Linked DNA regions of Mus musculus: region 1 is linked to region 2. A link is a contact called in public Hi-C data. All regions are on one chromosome and are shown on one strand. The core of a region is the stretch at or near the end of the contact, and the rest is flanking DNA. Distances in the headings are between cores, read along the strand shown.

The links. A called contact is a pair of places that touch in the nucleus more often than the background predicts.
Region 1: a Hi-C map of the N1E-115 cell line shows a contact between it and region 2, with 2.4 times the contacts expected there. The contact joins two enhancer-like sites. A contact is called at or near these places in 3 of 484 Hi-C or Micro-C datasets (the C10 cell line, the N1E-115 cell line and bone marrow-derived macrophages), 4 of 115 datasets of contacts at active chromatin or transcription factors (embryonic stem cells, neural progenitor cells, pancreatic cancer cells and 1 more) and 1 of 9 other capture datasets (embryonic stem cells).

Annotation. Positions count from the first base shown.
Region 1 is chr6:89,414,643-89,417,342 of GRCm38.p6, forward strand. All of the region lies in intron 6 of Chchd6 (coiled-coil-helix-coiled-coil-helix domain containing 6), which reads right to left. Among named protein-coding and RNA genes, the nearest start is that of Gm52910, 4.3 kb to the left of the region's middle. Within about 2 kb of position 1,314, at least 11 of the 459 cell types and tissues checked have an H3K27ac peak or open chromatin away from gene starts, as enhancers often do. A contact at or near this core is called in the N1E-115 cell line and bone marrow-derived macrophages, where this site is marked.
Region 2 is chr6:88,923,710-88,926,529 of GRCm38.p6, forward strand. No RefSeq gene overlaps it. Among named protein-coding and RNA genes, the nearest start is that of Gm36268, 8.0 kb to the left of the region's middle. Within about 2 kb of position 1,447, at least 227 of the 459 cell types and tissues checked have an H3K27ac peak or open chromatin away from gene starts, as enhancers often do. A contact at or near this core is called in the N1E-115 cell line and bone marrow-derived macrophages, where this site is marked.

The sequences.
Region 1 (2,700 bases), core at 64-2,563, 490 kb after region 2:
CAGGGAAATCTCGGCTTCTACTTCAAAGGGATGACTGCACCTTCTGGCAGAAACACTCCTGTTCTGGAATCAAGAATTCTTTCCCAAAAGGAGCAAACAGTTGCAGGAACAAGAAGCAGGAAGATAAATTCAATGCTCAATTCATCCCCTCCCTCCCTTTTCCCATCCTATCCATGGTGATGGTGCTATCCACATTTAGGGCAAGTCTTCCCTCTTCAGGTAGACTCTACTCAAAGGCAACACACAGAGGTGTCTTCCAGGTAACTTTAAATTCAGTGAAGCCGACAGTGAAGAGTAACCATGCAGGATACCAAAACAGACCATATACTGGATTATAAGTCAAGCTTCCAAGAGATTTCACTTTCCTGTTCTCAAGTCACTAATTAGCAAACTGAACTTGAGAGCAAGCATACCAAAAGTAGAAAATCCTCCAATGTTTAGAAAATCATCAATATATTTCTTCAAGAAAAGAAATCTGAATTTAAAATTTTAAAAATTGAACTAAATTGCAATGAAAATACATCAGTTCAGAACTTAAAATGCTGTAGCAAAGCTATATGCTCAAGAGAGAATTCCTAGGCATGACCACAGATAAAAGAAAGGAAATAAAGCTGGGTGTGGTAAGCTTATCCACTGCTCATCCACAGCGAGCTGTTCTGAAGAAATGTGTTGTTAACAACATCATGTGAACAGTAGTAGAGCAGCTTATTATTTCTCTCTTAAATCAGCCAAATCACACGATGCAAACCCTGATGGCATGTGTTAATCACTTGGTGTGGCCTCCTGATGCAACTGAGACACACCATCTATAAGATGGCAGCAGCCACTGTCCAGGTCATAGAGCACACTACATTATGGCTGATTTTTTTCTTTGTAAAGTAGAATGAGCACACATTAAAATAATGACCAACAGTAGCCTCATATACAGAGCACTAAACCAGCAGCACCACCACTTGTGATCACCAAACATGGTGTGCTGTACACAGATGCCTGTGCTGTTGTCTCACTGGCTGCTCAGAGGTCTGTGTGCACTGACATGCAATGCTGTAGAAGTAAGTGTTCAGCCCCTCTGTGCTCTTCTGGCCTACTGCCCATGAGGTCCAAAGTTGTTTAAGGTGCTGCTAAATAGCACATGGATGCACTTTGCATTCTTAATAAAATGAAAATAGACCATGTGATTTTAATGTAACCCCAGCTTACTTCTAGGAACTTCATCTACATCTCTCTTCCCGCGCAGTACTCTGGTTATACCGGTCATCTTTCTGTTCCTTAAGTGAACTACAAGACTTCTTGTCTCAGGGCTTTATGCACATGCTGAAACTAGCTTCCCCTTCCTTCCTTTGGCAACTCCTTTTCATCTCATAAGAGTCAGTTCAAATGTCATTTCCTCTGCAAATCCAGCCTAGGTCAGGTTCCTTGCTGGACACTCCTAACTCATGCACCATATCTCATAGTACTACTAGACCATTGTGAACGTTTGCTGGGAAATTGCTTCCTCTGCAATTCAGTTTAAGAAACTGTTTTTCATATCTCAAATGTCACTAGGTTCTTCCTGGCAGAGAAAGAAGCTGTCCTGTTCCTAGCTAGAACCTCAGTTCTATCAGCTATCAGGAACAGGAGCCACGCCACATGTGGTAAATGAATGAACAAAAACATGGACAGAGTTTATCATCTCAGTAATCATTTGGTTTGCTCAGAGCTGTTAGCGATGCTCCACTGTCTTGGAAGGAAACTCCCACCATTTCTGCCACTAGCAGCTGGCATTCATTCCTGTGACATTTACAATGCAATTTGCAATCATTTGCTAATCTGAAAAATTTCACAAACATTTTTTCCTTTGATATTTAAGGAAAATACTTTCTAACTTTGCACTGTTTACTACATGAGGGAAAAGACAGTATTCTAGAAACTCTATTCATCAAATCTTTCTCTACCAAGCAAGTGTTGTGAAGTGACTCAATGGCTGCCATTATTAAAATCTCTTAGTACTGGTGGAGCTGAGACTCACAGATGGTTCACAAAGAACATCCACTTCTTGAACACAGTCCTAAAGGCTAGATACCCATGTGGCCATGGGGTGGCAGTTTCTGGGGAGTGAGAGGCCCATAGCCCTGCTTCATGGACAGTGCCTTCTCCCCATATCTTCTCAGGATGGGAAGAACAAGGCATCCTCCTAGCATCCCTCTCACATGAACACTGATCCCACTGACAAGGACTCAATACTTATGACCAGATCATCTCTCAGAGATCCAGCTGGGTTCCTGAAGACTGCTGACTCAGCCTCTAGCCAAAAGTCATGCTGCTACCACCATCAGCAGCTGACACAATCCTATGCCTCCCTTCTCTGTGGAGGCTATGTGCCATCATGTAGGGTATTGCAAAGTGTATCCTATTTAGAGGTGAAGAAACAAAGACCTCACTGATTGGAGTGACTTCCTAGTAAGTGTAGGGCTGAGGTCTGAGCCAGACGGTCAGGCCTAGTGATCTAAGGCCCCAGCCACCTACCCCAGGTTCAGAGAGTTCTTAGAGCAGAGGGTCCAGAGAAATAGTCAATGGTTAAGATCATTTTCTTGAAGAGATCCTGAGTTTGGTTCCCGGCACCCATATGGGGTGACTAACAGTTGTTTTACACACACACACACACACACACACACACACACACACACATTTTTATTTCTTATGTAAGTTGGTGTTTTGCCT
Region 2 (2,820 bases), core at 197-2,696:
AGTCTTATACTAAAACAGCCCTGACTAGGCTATACTTTCATGAGCTGTAGCAATCAGCTGCAATTGTGTAGTTTCCTCTAGGCATAAGAGTAATCTGGTTGACTATCTGATAGTCGTTTTGCTCAGAGAAACTAGGGAGGATCTAATAGCTGCTAATTAGGGAGTCAAATTGCTCTTCTCCCCCCTAGTGTCTTTGTTTATTTGCAGGAACATGAACATCAGAGGGGTGTGCTTACAGTAAGAACCTAGAGAATTTATAATTAACAATAATAGTGATTTTTAACAGTGCCCAGCACCATCCCAGCACTCGAGGGTTAGTGGGGTCTCCTCCTCTGTCTCAGGCTTCTCAGAACCATTGTAGCTGTCCACCTGGTGGCTAGGGAGTTGCCACAGTGTCATTGGCCCAACCATTTCAGTCTTATCCTGCCTTTGGCCAAAGGGAATCTGTGTTTGAGCATAGAACACCCAAGCAGGCTGGAAGGCCAGAGAGTGCAGGGAGAAGGTGAACCTTTTCTTCCAATGGCTCCAACACTTCCAGCCCATGGCAGGCAGTGACACTGATAGGGGACACCCAATCCTCAGGCCCTGCCTGGCCAGTGGGCCTAGTAATGTTCCTGATGGCCAAGGTATCAAGTCAGGCCCATTGGTGAAGAGTTGGCTCATCTTCAGCATCTTCAGTCTTTACTGCCCTGATGCCTTGATCACTGAGCTCTGGATTTTGTTTTTGTTCATTTCTTTGCTCACTATGTTGCACTGGCTTGCCAGGAGTTCCCTTTGTAGACCAGGCTGGCCTGGAACTCAGGCTCCTCTGCTTGAGTCTGGGTAATGCTTCCTAGTGGTGAGATGTTTGTCCCAGGTCTCAGGCCAACTCAACCTCAGAGCAGGAGCAGCTGTGGCTATGGACACACCACCACACCCTGCTTTCCCTGGCTGCCCAGGTCACACAGGAACTCCAGTGAGCTACAGCTCCTCCCACATTTTGCTCAGGGGAAAAAGCTTCCAGGCTGGGGAAAGACTTAGTCTGCTCCCACCCATGAGGCAGGCGCAGACGATGGCTGAGCAATTTTAGAGGGAGGGAGAGAAAGCATACAGAGCCCATTATGCAAAACCACAGGAAAGCTTTGAGGGCACCTCCAGGAACCTCTAGCCTAAAAGAAAATACAAAACACTCAGACACACAGACACAGACACACACAGACACACACAGACACACACACACACACTTCAAAGGATTTTAAAATGTGGCACCAAAAAAAGATAAAAGAAAAAAAAACCACACCCTTTGACCTATAAATTCCATCTCTGGGCACGTGGCCGAGGAGAGAATTAAGGACATGTGCCAAGGCTTAGCTTGAAGGAATGTCCCTGCAGAGCAGCCTGTAATAACAAAATGCTGGCAACAGTCTAGACTCCAGTGAGGGAGTGGTTACATCTGCTTTGGCTAGAAAGCACAATGGCATGCTATTCAGCTCTCAAAGGACTGGCAGGGCTGTTTACCCGGGAAGATAAGCATCATTTATTATTGAGCAAAAAAGAAAAGCAGCTTGCAGAGGGAGGAATGTGTAAAGATTGGCATATCAAGATATCATCTGCTAAAGCAGAGAGCTGGAAGTACCCTTAATGTCCAACAAGAGGGGATTCACTGTGAAGTGACACACAGGCTTTCAGGAGAGCCACAGGGGTTCAAGATACATTCTGATGAAGAAGAGACTCCAGACGGAGTGTAATGGAGAGGTATAACAGGCAGAGCCAAGCTTAGAGTGCATGTGTGTGTGTGTGTCCATCTGTCCTTATGTCCACATCTCTCTATATGCATAAAGAAATCTTGCAAGGATTCAGTGGGCGTGCTTATCTTGGGGGCAGGGTGGGAGCCAGGTGTGGAAAGGGATCCTTTCTACTACAGACCCATTATTCCAAGTTCTGTGTGTCCTCTCTTGCAAAGTCTACATTAAAAACAAAAGACCAGACAGCACAGGCATGCGCAGGAGAGCTCCATACAGAGGGGCCCATCCACAGGGCTGCTGAGCACCTGCTCATTTCCTCCACGCGTTTGTCAGAGCACCTGCATCTGTGAGAGTTCTCAGGGCCTCCTCTGTCTAAGGCCTGTGAGAGGCTAGGCTTAAAGGGCTGGGATACTGTGAGGGAGAGCTTGGCTGTGAGCAGGGCCCCCTGGGGGGGGGGAGGGATCTGCCTCTTTGTTCTTGCTGGCTGCCATGCTAATTTTCTGTTAGGCTACTGAGGCTACTGAGAATCACCCCTGTGACACCCTCCACCAGGAACAGAGTGATTAGGTGTCACAATGCTTCCTATTGAATAGAGACCCTCCCCCTGCCCCCCAGTGTGTCTCTAGGAGACCCATGACCTCTTGGCCTCTTCCCTGCCTGAGGAGACTGATGGGAGGGGAAGGGGCACAAAGGCAGGGGCTTGACAGTGCATGGGACCTGCCTGACTGGATGCCGCTCAAAGCAGGGCTCATGGCCAGACCCTGACTTTGGCCCTGTGTGCAGCAGCCCTCTTCCAGCCTGCTGCTCCCAATCTGCAGTTGCTCATTCATGCAGACATTTACTAAATACCTACTATGTGCCAGTCAGTGCTCTAGGCTCTGGTGGTGTATAGAATAGACAGGGCCCCTGTCCTCTGGGCTGTGTTCTACTAGAAATCACAGATAACAGGCAAATAAATAGCCTGGATGAGAAGGGGGGGGGGTGATGTAAAGAGGCTATTGTTAGCTGGGGAGGCAGTGGAGACTAAGGCCATAAAGGAGAGAAGATACAGGCAGAGTTGCTTCCCAACATACCCAGAATGCCAGTTTAGGCAAAA